Linked DNA regions of Rattus norvegicus: region 1 is linked to region 2. The links are chromatin contacts, called in public Hi-C maps. All regions are on one chromosome and are shown on one strand. Each heading gives the region's core, a stretch centred on a gene start, on an enhancer-like site or on the middle of the called end of the contact. The rest is flanking DNA. Distances are from core to core; before and after follow the strand shown. Region 1 holds the start of Zfp27 (zinc finger protein 27). Region 2 holds the start of Zfp84 (zinc finger protein 84).

The links. A called contact is a pair of places that touch in the nucleus more often than the background predicts.
Region 1: a Hi-C map of liver shows a contact between it and region 2, with 2.7 times the contacts expected there. The contact joins the promoter of Zfp27 here to the promoter of Zfp84 in region 2. A contact is called at or near these places in 6 of 12 Hi-C or Micro-C datasets (the A7r5 cell line, frontal cortex, kidney and 2 more) and 1 of 1 datasets of contacts at active chromatin or transcription factors (oligodendrocytes).

Annotation. Positions count from the first base shown.
Region 1 is chr1:94,255,374-94,261,622 of GRCr8, reverse strand. It overlaps Zfp27 (zinc finger protein 27), which reads left to right and starts at 3,430. Exons shown (of 4, transcript XM_008759226.3): 1 at 3,430-4,156; 2 at 5,736-5,922. The coding sequence starts at 5,851. It overlaps Zfp420 (zinc finger protein 420), which reads right to left and starts at 1,908. Exons shown (of 5, transcript XM_039093741.2): 1 at 1,489-1,908. The coding sequence starts at 1,612.
Region 2 is chr1:94,110,687-94,116,635 of GRCr8, reverse strand. Zfp84 (zinc finger protein 84) reads right to left here and starts at 1,813. Exons shown (of 5, transcript NM_001107500.3): 1 at 1,699-1,813.

The DNA.
Region 1 (6,249 bases), core at 2,181-4,680, 140 kb before region 2:
TCCTGCAACCACATCCACATTTATAGAACCCTTGGATCCAACACCACATCAAACCACTGTGCTACAAATGGCCACAACAGCACACTCACTGCGGAGCCACGCAACAGTCAAAATCACCTCGTTTGTCCTCCTGGAATTACACACTACACACGTTCAACAGAACAGAACAGTCGCTAAGACAGAAACACTGTCGGCTTGACATTCACATGCATCCTCCGATGATAGTGAGAATTCTGAAATTTTGGTTTCATTAAAATACACAGAAGTAAGGCTGGTGAGATGGCTCAATGGTTAAGGGTACTGACTGCTCTTCCAGAGGTCCTGAGTTCAATTCTCAGCAACCACATGGTGGCTCACAGCCATCTGTAATGAGATCTGATGTCCAATTCTGGCGTGTCTGAAGACAGCTACAGCGTACAGATATATAATAAATAAATCTTTTAAAAAAAAACCATAGAGGGGTTGGGGATTTAGCTCAGTGGTAGAGCGCTTGCCTAGGAAGCGCAAGGCCCTGGGTTCAATCCCCAGCTCCGAAAAAAAGAACCAAAAAAAAAAAAAAAAAAAAAAAAAAAAAAAAAAAAAAAAAACAACAAAAACCATAGAAATAGTCTAAGAGTATGTTTTTGTTTTAATGCCAGGTGTGCGGATCCTGGGCTACTCAAAGTACTCAAAGCAGCTGATTGACCTCCTGCTCAAGCAGAGGCACGGTTTTGCCAGCTGTAGATAGTTCCTGCAATTGTGTGACATTTAAAATTCTGAGAACTTTTCAGAGGGTACATAAATGCTAGGGTCCAGACAAGCAGGATTGATGATTGTTGGTTGTTCAGAGGATCTGGTTACGGTTTCTTAGTCGTTGCTCAGAGAAGAAACAAGAAGAAATAAATTACATACAAGGACCTCCCCTCCGCGCCCCCCGCCCCCCATCTATTTGTGGGGGGAGGAACCCACAAAGTAGCAAAGACCAGCTACATTCAACCAGGCTCATTGTACCACATAAAGTTACATAATCACACTCAAACAGCCTCAGTTACAGGCACCCAGTACACATAGTATACAAACATACACACTGCCCCTCTCAGATTAACAGTAAGCGTAATTACTGATTACCTGATATATCTCTCATACACAAGAGTTATACTGTTATACGCAATAGGTCCAAACACACGGGGACTCAATCGCACTTACCCGTACTGCCACAAAGTTATTAACCACATACTAATAAAGAAAATGGGCATACGTACACACACAGCTCTGCGCATGTTCACAGGTCATTGACACACCCACCAGAGAACCCTAAAAAATCATAGCCACGCACTCACGGAGTCCTAGGGTCACTTAAGGTCACATTTACACACAGCCACAGCCTTACTGCTGCTCACCCGGCTAGACTAGCTCCCACTGACCTGACATCTCAGATACTGACTGGTCTTTCCCTTCAGACCCCAGGGCCGCACCTTTGGAGCCTTAAAAAGGGCCTAGGACGCTCACCGTACACTTTCCTGTCCCCGGACGATGAGGGTCCCGCAGGCAAAAGAAGGGGCTGCCTAGAAATTGCGGGCGCTTCTGGGAAATGTAGTCTGCGATGGGAACTGGCGGGGAAAATGGCAACCATTGTTGGATTTCCCGCCAGGGCACGGCCTGAGGCAGGCCGAGGATCTGGCTCCGCATTTGGAATTTTGTGCGGAAAATTCCTAGACAGAGATACAAACTGGGATCGAAACTCTCACAATACGTAGGGCAGACACCCTGGGCACGAGCCCCTTGCATCATTAGGGGCCAATCTCACCGAATCACTGTATGTTTTTTGGAGTAGGTTTGCGACGGAAGTTGTGTAGAGTCGCATGTGTCTCTGGGAAATGTAGTCTAGAAAAGGAACTGCGTGGCACTGGTCTCCTGGAACAAAGTTGCTGAAATGATTTCTGAGATACCACACCCTGAGTCTGGATATTTCTGGGCCTTGTAACTCACTGTAGCAATATTCAGGATGACGACAGATTCCCCGTCTTCCCCTTCTTTGTTGGCGAGGCCCAGCATAGGATTTTTATGATCCATTTAGGTGGCATAAAAAATGAATATTAGTTATTAAAATCTAGCAGATTTACAAAGAATTGTAAACGAGTGGTTGTTCCCGAGGAGGTAGAGCGTTCTGTTATAGAGTAGTGAAAAAAATTGTCTTCGAATTTTTATTTATTTTGAGTCTGGGTCTTACTCTAGGCCGACCTGCGAGTCACTCAGTAGACTTGGTTTGCACTGAATTCATATAGATCAGTCTGTCCGTGTCACACAAACACTTAGACTAAAGGGAAGGTCCAATACTAGGTACATTTTTTTGCTTTGGTGTTTATGGGACTCATTTCTACATAGGTATTTCCTTTCTTAGCTGAACAATATTGTTTTATGAGTTATATGTACGAGTTTGTATATCCAGTCACATGTTTGTGATTGTTGTGGTAATCTCTAGATTAATTGATTTTAATAAAGCAGATATAAGCATTTGTTTACCATTCTTTTATCTTTTTTTTCCCTTTTGGTTTTTCGAGACAGAGTTTTTCTGTATAGCCCTGGCTGTCCTGGAACTCACTTTGTAGACCAGGCTGGTCTCGAACTCACAGATTCTGCCTGCCTCTAGTTCTTTAGTGCTGGGATTAAAAGCATGTGCCACCATCCCTGGCTTTTGTCAGTACTTTTAAAAAGTTTTGTTTTTACTGTTTTTCTGTATGGGTATGTGCTTTAATGCATACATATGTGTCTGTACAGGCCAAAAGGGGATGCCACATCACCAAGAGTTACAGACAGATTTGTGGGCTACCTGTGGTGGGGGCTGGAAACAGAACTCTGGTTCTAGGCAACAGCAGTATGAGCACCTAATGCTTGAGACTCTGTTTCAGCTTGCAATGTCATTTTGTATGTGTGTGTGTGTGTGTGTGTGTGTGTGTGTGTGTGTGTGTGTGTGTTTAATTAGGTATTAAGGGGGTGGGCCATGGTATTAAATTAAGGCTTCATTTACACACTAAGGGCATTGCTGTGTATAAATTATATTTTAATTTTAGGTGCTTTTAGTCACATGTTGGTCTTACTAAGTCCTTTCTTTCCTCCCTCCTGTCTCCCTACCTCCTTCTACATATCTCAGCTTGGCCTATCGATTCATCCTGCCTGCAAATGTGAGCCACTATGCCTCGTATTAAGCTATTCTTGAGGTGCTTAGAGTGGTGAATAACGGAAACGAGCGGGTTTTATGCCTGTATTCTACTCTGTCCTTCCAAAGGACATTCTGACCGCTCTATTCCCACCCACCCCCACCCCTGGCGGTATCTCCCAGGGGGTTTATCCCAGCTTCTACTCTATTTCCCAATGCGGTTTGTCCTATTTAAGATTTTGACATTCTTCCAGTTGCTTCTGATACTGGTTCTGATGCATCTTGGGGTTGCTGGGGTTTTTTTCCTCAGGAGCAGAGTTCCATCCTGAATTGTCTACCTTTTTCATGAATGATTTTTCTATAAAGTGATTGTACCACCTTGATTTTTCCCCTCATATGGTTTCTCCCACAAGCCCTCAATTTTTTTCCTTCTTTGGCTGGATCCCCTGTACCTCATGGTTTCTTCCAGCAGGGGGCGGGCAACTAGGTTTAAAGTATAACAGAACTCATGCCCTCAAAGCTAGAGGAACCTCCTCCTATAGGATGATGCACAGACAAGGGCTACAGTGCTTGGATTTACGTTCTTTATCCCATTCTGTGTAATCTGGCTGGATAGCTATTCCTCTGCTGTACGGAATGCTTAAGTTTCAAAGATGGTGGCCTACGCGGCATCTCCGGGCGCGGCCATAGCCTCTTAAGGAATGGTATATAAAGGTTCTGCAAACTCTTTAGGCACCTAGTGGGTTGTTGGAGTCCTCCTGTGTCGCAGGTATCGCTGAGCATGCGCAGTACTAATAGCCAAGGATTTTTTTTTCTTTTAAAGACCGGAAGTGACCTTGGTCTTTGAAGATGGTTCCCCTCCCCCTCTCCCCTCGCCTCCGCGCGGTTTCCATTGAAGTCTTAAGAGCAAGCACCTTGGAGGTGATTTCAACTAGAATTCTAGGGAATCATTAATGTGTGTGTATGTTGCGAGTTAGTGACTGTATTGGGTACTGTCTGCTGTGTTGATGGTTGTCAGTGGTAAGGATTTCTCCGATCAATAACGGGATTCTGAGTTTTGGAGGAGGGAGGTTGGCCGGCCGGGTGACGTGTGACTGTCCTGACTTGTGAGTGATGTGATGTTAGGGAATGTGATGAGTGGCTGAGGGTCTGTAACACCCGAGAGCCCCTGGGGTCTGTGATCAGTTTGCTTTCTAACCCGAAAGTTTAGCTCATTAATTTTTAGCGTTGGTTAATGTAAGAATTTATATTCTTACATATTTATATGTAGACTTTTTATTGTTGATTAAATACAAATGGTTTTCTTTTTAAATTTATTTTCTTTGATCCAGGAGTCATTTGGAAATGCATTTTCCGTTTTAGATAATATCTCTGGGTAGTGGTCAGGTTGAAAAATGCTTTATGGTCTATATCGTAATCATTTTCATAAATGACTTCACATTGCATAAAAATTACCGCTCCCCAGTTGTATTGTGAGTTATATATCACATGGCCTTACAGTTTTGGTTTTGCTTTTTGTTTTTTGGAGCCCTGGATGTCCCAGAACTCACTATATGTAGACCAGGCTGGTCTTGAACTCAAAGAGATCCATCTGCCTCCGGAGTTCTGGGATTAAAGGCCTGCACCCCACCAGCAGACATTACAGATTTTTTTTGTCTGCTTAGTTGTGGTGGAGGTATATTGCTCACAACAGAAAGGTGATTTGTCTATCTCTCCTTTGTCCATTTCTGGTTTGTATGTTTGAAGTTATATCGTTACCAACACTTATGTGTATTTTTGCAAAATGTGTTTGTTTATTCTTTGAAGATATGTATACAATGTATTTTCGTCTCACCAACCCTTACTACCCCCTTCCAGTTATTTTTAGTAATAGGTATGACTAAGTATCTCCAGGATATTATTAGCAAATTCAGTGTCCACCATCAGTTTGTAAAAGAGCTTATTTTCGCAAGTATCTTTCCGTTTTGCAAGTTTTATATCTTTTGTCTAGTTTTTACCCCTTGACTTTTTTTTTTTTAAGATTTATTTATTTATTATATATAAGTACACTGTAGCTGTCTTCAGATACACCAGAAGAGGGCATCGGATCTCTTTACAGATGGTTGTGAGCCACCATGTGGTTGCTGGGAATTGAACTCATGACCTCTGGAAGAGCAGTCGGGTGCTCTTAACCGCTGAGCCATCTCTCCAGCCCACCCCTTGACTTTTTAAAAGCAATTGCTAGATTTCTTTTTTTAATAAAACATTAGAACCTGTTAGCTTCATGATGAAAATAATATATGTCAATATTTTAATTTGTGTTTTTTTTTTCCTTTTTAAAAACGATTTATTTTATTTATATGAGTACACTGTCGCTGTCCTCAGACGCACCAGAAGAGGGCATCAGATCCCATTCCAGATGGTTGTGAGCCACCATGTGGTTGCTGGGATTTGAACTCAGGACCTCTGGAAGAGCAGTCAGTGCTCTTAACCACTGGGCCATCTCTCCAGTCCTTCTTTTGTTTTTGTTTTGTTTTGTTTTAAATTGGGGATTGGACCCAAGACCTCAAGCATGCTAGGCAAATGCTCTAACCCTGGGTGTCTTGGTATCTCTTCGCAGCTCCAGATCTTCCACCACATTCCACAGCTCTTCTTCCTCGCAGTTCTGACTAAACTCCTAGAGGACCGCTAAGCATCTGGTTGCTGACAGAACACGGTCTGGACCCAGGGTGATCATGCCAACTGACTGGACTTCAACCCTGGAAGCTACATCATTGGCCCCAGAAGATCCTGGGAGCTCCAGTGAGGTCAGAGGGGAGGGGTTTTGTGGGTGGGCATTCCTCCAGGAGTAGATGGCCCTGATTTGTCCTTGGAGTCTCAGAGGAGAAGCAGATAAGCCACAGGAGCAACTGGACCCCTAAACCTGCCCCTCAGGGAACCAATCTTGATCTATTTATCAAAAATCAAGAAACACCTGGGCAAATGTTCTCCACTCCAGAGGCAGTGAGGGCGGACCGTGATGAATGACTGTTTTTTGTCATCCTGTGGTGTTCATCTGTTGTCTGTGGATAAAATTCTTGGTAGAAATTACTTCCCTATAGGGTCTTTGAAGAAATGGCATCATTCCTTTTCCA
Region 2 (5,949 bases), core at 564-3,063:
CCAGAGTTCCCAAAGGAACCATAAGGAAATCCCTGTTTCTGCCTGACTCTTCCTGACCTGGGGTTCCTCTCCACATCTAAGGGCTTTTCATGGGGGCTCAGTAGCAGAAATCTCGCCTGACATTGAAAGGCTCAGGCCCAGCCCAGTAATACAAAAAAATAACATAAGAAATAAAATGAAATTCTGTCCAGAGATCAAAGCTGTGGCTCCAGGCTGCTTCCGTATTCCCATCATCAACAGGCTCAAGAATTTTCAAAACCTCCACATCCACCCCACCTCACCCCAGGATTAATCATCCCCCAACTCTATCTCATCCCACTCTTTCTTTGACTGGGACAGTAGAAAGTGTTCCTCATGTCATGAAGAACGGCTTTTCTGTGGATTCCTCCACTCGAGCAAATTAAAAAAAAAAAAAAAAAAAAAAAAAAAAAAAAAAAAAAAAGAGGAACTTGATCTCTCTGGAAACCATAAAAAAAAAAAAAAAACAAAAAAAACAAAAAAACAAAGTACATTTCAGGATCTTCAAATAGTTTCTGAACTGGGCAGGTGCAGTATCAGAGTCCATTTTAGCCCATTTAAGCTGCTATAACAAAATACCAGAGTACCAGAGACAAAGCTTATAAACAACAAATTTAGTTCTCAGTCGTGGTGGCAGAGCAATCTCCATTTTGGCACTGACAGATTTGGTGTCCGGTGAAAACCGATTTCCCCGTCCACAGATGGAGTTTCTGTACTGCGCTCTCACCGGCAGCTCCGGGAGCCAGGACACTGCTCCCATATAATTACCTTCAAAAAGCCCCCACCTTCTAAACCCACCATACTGAGGACTGGGTTTGTAACTATAATCTGGACAGGGTGACGATGGAGTACAAGTGTGCAGGGTGCTCACTATGTCTGTTTCCTGACGTAAAAGCCTGGAGCTGAGGAAGGTGTCTTTTTAGAACCTCAAGTGGATCACCCAGAATCATGAACTTCAAATCCTGATTTCTCTAATAGCAGTCAACAGAGACTTACAGATTCTTGAAGAGTTCCCTAAACAAGGCTAATCACCTACTCGGAGGGTTTGACACAAAAGTAGGACTCCCACAGTAATTGAGTATTTTCAAATACAATTTCTACACACTCATACGTATCTGAGACAGGATTTCACTATGAGGCTCCTAGTAGCCTGGAACTCACTAAGTTCCAATGGTTGTCCTCAATAGTGCTTAATTTATAGATGTGGGTCAACATATCTAACTCCTAACTACAGTTAAAAGTCACGCTGATTGGTAAAACTGATGAGCACAGAAATCCTTATCGTCTCTACTATTTAGCTTTCTTTTTTTTTTTTCTCTCCAATTTTTCAAGTTAACTTGACATAAAAGGAGAAGTAGACATATTTCGCTCCCCCTAATCCATCCCCCTTCCCGACTTTGCGTTGGAAGACTAGAGGATCGGGTGACCACCTATCACCCATGTTCTGATGACCTCGCGCACGCTCTCTCACCCTCCTGTACAATCCACATCCTCCAAAAATCTTTTTGCCCAAGCAGTCACACTCGCGCCGCCTTAGTCCCTGCGGAGGAGACCTCTTTAAACCTCTAGCCCCATCCCGGAAACCGGGTGGGTCCCCTAGAGTCAGCCTGCAGCCAGCGACCAAAAATACAGGCCTTAAGGCCCCATACACAAAGTACCTAAAACCAAGGGTAGACTCACCTCAGAAGTATAAACTGAGTCTTCACGGCTTCGAACTCGGAAGACAGGCGAATACCAACCAGGACAGTACCGGGTTAGGTCGGGTAGGGCACAGAGATGATCCGGAACAACCTTTCTCCAGCCACTTCCGCCACGTGTCTGAGCTTTTATAGTGGACTACATTTCCCAGAAGGATGTGCTGCTCTAGAGTCCTCAGGAGAGTTTCAATGTCCGAGAGAGGAAGTTGAATACTGGAACAAGAGAACGTACGATTAGTTTTCTAAAGGGGGAATTTCTCAAGGATCCAGGGATTGAAGCCTCTGAAACTTAAGCAGCTTCGGCTCTACGGTGGGTTGGATCTTGATTCCAGTTACAGAAGTGAGGCAAGAACCCAAGAAAATGACCCAGTTTAGGACTACATTTCCCAGAAGCCATCACGGACAGCGTTCTCAGTAAAGAACTCATCCTGCTCTTGACTGTCGAAGTGTAAGAATTTTTCCAGTGTGGTGTCCCAAGGCCCCTGGAGCAACGAAACAAGGCCATTAGGACTGGGGATGACTGGATAGGGCAAAGATCGCCCTATTTTTAAAAATTTTTTATTAGATATATTTCTTTACTTACATTTCAAATGTTATCCCCCTTCCCGGTTTCCTGTTCAAAAGCCCCCATCCCCTCCCCTCTCCCTGGAACATTTAATCTACTTACACTCGATAGCCACTAATTTAAATGTGCTGCCTTAGACTGGGATGAGCACTGCATGTTTGTAATTCCAGCACTCAGGAGGTAGAGGCAGGAGAATCAGGCACTTTAATGCTAGCCTCGGTTACAAATCAAGTTTGAAGCCAAAGCGACCTAAGAACCTGTGTCCAAAAAGGAGATGGTTCAGCGCTTAAGAGCACGTTCTGTTCGGTTCCACGCACTCATGTTAGGCCAATCATGACCACTTATGTTGGATTAAATTTTACGGCGTGCCTTTTGTTTTTTGTTTTTGTTTTTTAATATTGTCACACTAATATACCGAGAATTCAATGTCGATCATACTGGCCTCAAACCCTGAGATCCCAATGTCTCTGCCTCTTGTTTGCTATGATAAAAGTAGGCATCACCGTGCCACAAGTCTTGGTTATTGTTGGTTGATTTCGTTGTTGCAGAAGCGAGTCTTATTAGGTAGACTTGGCCGGTGGTCTGGCCTGGAGCTTGATTGCTATGTAGATCAGGCTGGCCTCTTACTCATAGAGATCCTCCTGCTTTGGCATTCCAAGTGCTGGAATTAAAGGGACATGCCACCATGCTACGCTGACTTTGCTGTTTGTTTGTTTGTTTGTTTGTTTTTGAGACAAGCTCTTACCTGGAACTTGGACTAATTGTCTCAGCCTCCTGGGATTACAGACCTGAGCCATCATATCTAGCAGTAAGTCTTGAATTCATAAATTTATGTTTTCCAATGGACTTGTGATATTTTACTTTTTAATTTTTCCTATTGCTTTTTGAGGCAAGATTTGTTGCCTAGGCAATCCTTAATGTTTCCATCTTTCTTTCTTTCTTTCTTTTTTTTTTCCCGGAGCTGGGGACCGAACCCAGGGCCTGTAGGCAAGCGCTCTACTACTGAGCCAAATCCCCAACCCCTGTTTCCATATTTCTACCTCAATCTTCCCATTGTACTACAGGTGTGTATGCCTGGTACTACAGGTGTGTATGCCAGACATCCACCATAAAATTTGAAACGGGGACTGTTCTATTAATATAATATCTAATTCAAATCATATCTAAAAATAATGACCTTTAAATGTTTTAATCGCTGTACCTCTTACTAGCAGTCCTACACATGCATTTGGACGTCTCGTGTAATACTTAAATTAAAATGACAGGTAATTGTGGCTCATCCCTCCAGCCCCAGGAAAAGAGCAGTACTTTTGGCTAGGGATGCACACAGCAGTATAATACTTGACTACCATGTAAAAGGCTGAAGCTACCTCTGGGGACACTAGAGCAGCTATTCTGTCATTAAGAGATAACATGTAGCCTGCAGTTGGTGGTGCACACCTTCAATTCCAGCAGTCGGAAGGCAGAGACAGGCAGATCTCTGCCAAAACTACACAGAGAAACCCTGTCTCCCGGGGCTGGGGGAAAGACAGACAGAGAGAGAGAGAGAGAGAGAGAGAGAGAGAGAGAGAGAGAGAGAGAGAGAGAGAGAGAGAGAGAGCCTGAACTCCAGATTCTGCTTTTTCGATTTCTAGGTTCATGGTCTTTTCGGGACCTCCTTGGACCCTTTCTAGACATCTACCCCAGAGGAATTCTCCGTGAACCGGCTTAGAGTAGATATTGTGGCAGGTGTTACGCGAAGGAGGATTTGGGGCTCTTGCTTATTCTTCCCATAAGTCACGGCGGCTTGGAACCCGCGCTTTGAACTACATTTCCCAGAAAACAACGGGCGCAGGCAATTTACAGTCCAGTCCCAGTCCACAAATACCACCCCTCCCCAACAGGGGTCTCAGTGCTTCGCAAAATGAATTCAGCCTAAGTCTAAGGGCAGTGGAGGAGGGCTCTAGACAAACGTCTCGAATTTGGAGCTCCTGATTTGGACATAGAGAAGCCGCTAGTTGTTACTGGAATGTGAGGCCTCTGCGTTTGTGAAGATTGCATTGTGTGTCCGTGTGAAGGAATGTGTGGGAGCGTGCTTACGTGCATGCGTGTGTGCTTGAAGGGAGGAGAAGGGGTTGGAAGAGGGGGAGGGGAGGGGAAAGGGGAAAGGAGGGGGAGAGGGAAAGGAGGGAGAGACAGCAGGTGTTGAGAGAGAGAGATGGGGGAGAGAAAGAGAGACAGAGACAGAGGAAAGAGGGAGAGACAGCGGATGTTGGGGAAGAGGGCTGTGTCTGGAAGGGCTGGAATATTTCTCCTGAATAGGAAACACAGTGAGAAACTACGTCTGGCGACTATGTGGCTGTGCGTGGCATCACAGGCTGTGAGATGCAGGTCCCTTACTTTGCTTGGACTGTGTAATTCCACCTATCAATGACCCACCTAGGTTCCTTGCTGTTTTCACCACTCTTTCTCCTCAGACTACTCGGGGCTGACACTCAAAGGTCTGTGAGAGGGAAGTCACAAGCTGATTCCTAGAAGTTCTTCAGCAAGAAGACAGCATTTTTAACAGTGGGAGGCAGGCGGTGTTGGTGTTGGTGTTGGTGGTGTTGTGTTGGTGGTCTTTGAAATCAAGTATCAGTTCCGTACAAGTCTCAGAGTGGCGTGTAAACCTGAACACAGCATCCAGTTGTTATGGCTAAAGAAGTTCCGTTTTATACTGTGCATCCATCTTGGTACCCACCAACAGTTGTCTCTGACTCCAGTCCCTAGCAGATAAGTTCTCGTTAACCCTGACTCAGTGATACCCACCCAAAATGTAACTGCTTTTCTTTTTCTTTTTTAGTTTCTGTAACTTGCTTACGCCGGTACCCAAAGACTGTTCTGACTTGCCTTAATCACTTAACTTGGTAGAACGGAAGTTTTTACTTGTGTGTGGCTTTTCCCCCTTATAAAATCCTGACCCTTTACTCTTTCCTCAAGACGATCTCAAGTTTGGCTCAGAGATTAGCCCGTAATCAATAAATCTTTTAATTATAATTGGATTGAGTCTTTCCCAGGGGTCACAAATTCCACAACACAGTTTCAGTCCCGTTTTTCGTTCACTGAATTCAGATCCTCTGAAGAAGCAATAGGCACTGTTAGCTGATGACTAGGGTTCCCAGAAGGCAGTGTTGTGATGCCCCTAAGACTTGCTGATGAAGGGTTGGGGGTGTAAGGCTGCAGCTACCTCTCTGGGGACACTAGAGCAGCTGGCCACCATTAAGAGATAAAGCCTACCACCAGTTGGTGGCACATGACTTTAATCCCATCCCCGAGGAGGCAGAGGCAGAGGCAGGTGGATCTCTGTGAGTTTGAGACCAGCCTGATCTACATAGTGAGTTCTAGAATGCCAAAGCTACACAGAGAAACTGTCTTGGAAAAACAAAACAAACATAAGTATTTGCTGAGGAACTAATCAAGCCTCTAAAGCCAGTTCATTTTTTGTTTTTGGTTTTGGTTTGTTTTATTCTTGTTTGAGATGGGATCTCACTGTATACCAGAGGCCTCAGACTCTCAACATTTTAGAATAATGGTTCTCAAACCTTCCTAATGTTGCAACCCTTTAATACACTTCCTCAGATGGTGGTGATCTCCAACCATAAAATTACTTTTCTTGTTACTTTATACGTTTAACCTTGTTATGAATCTTAA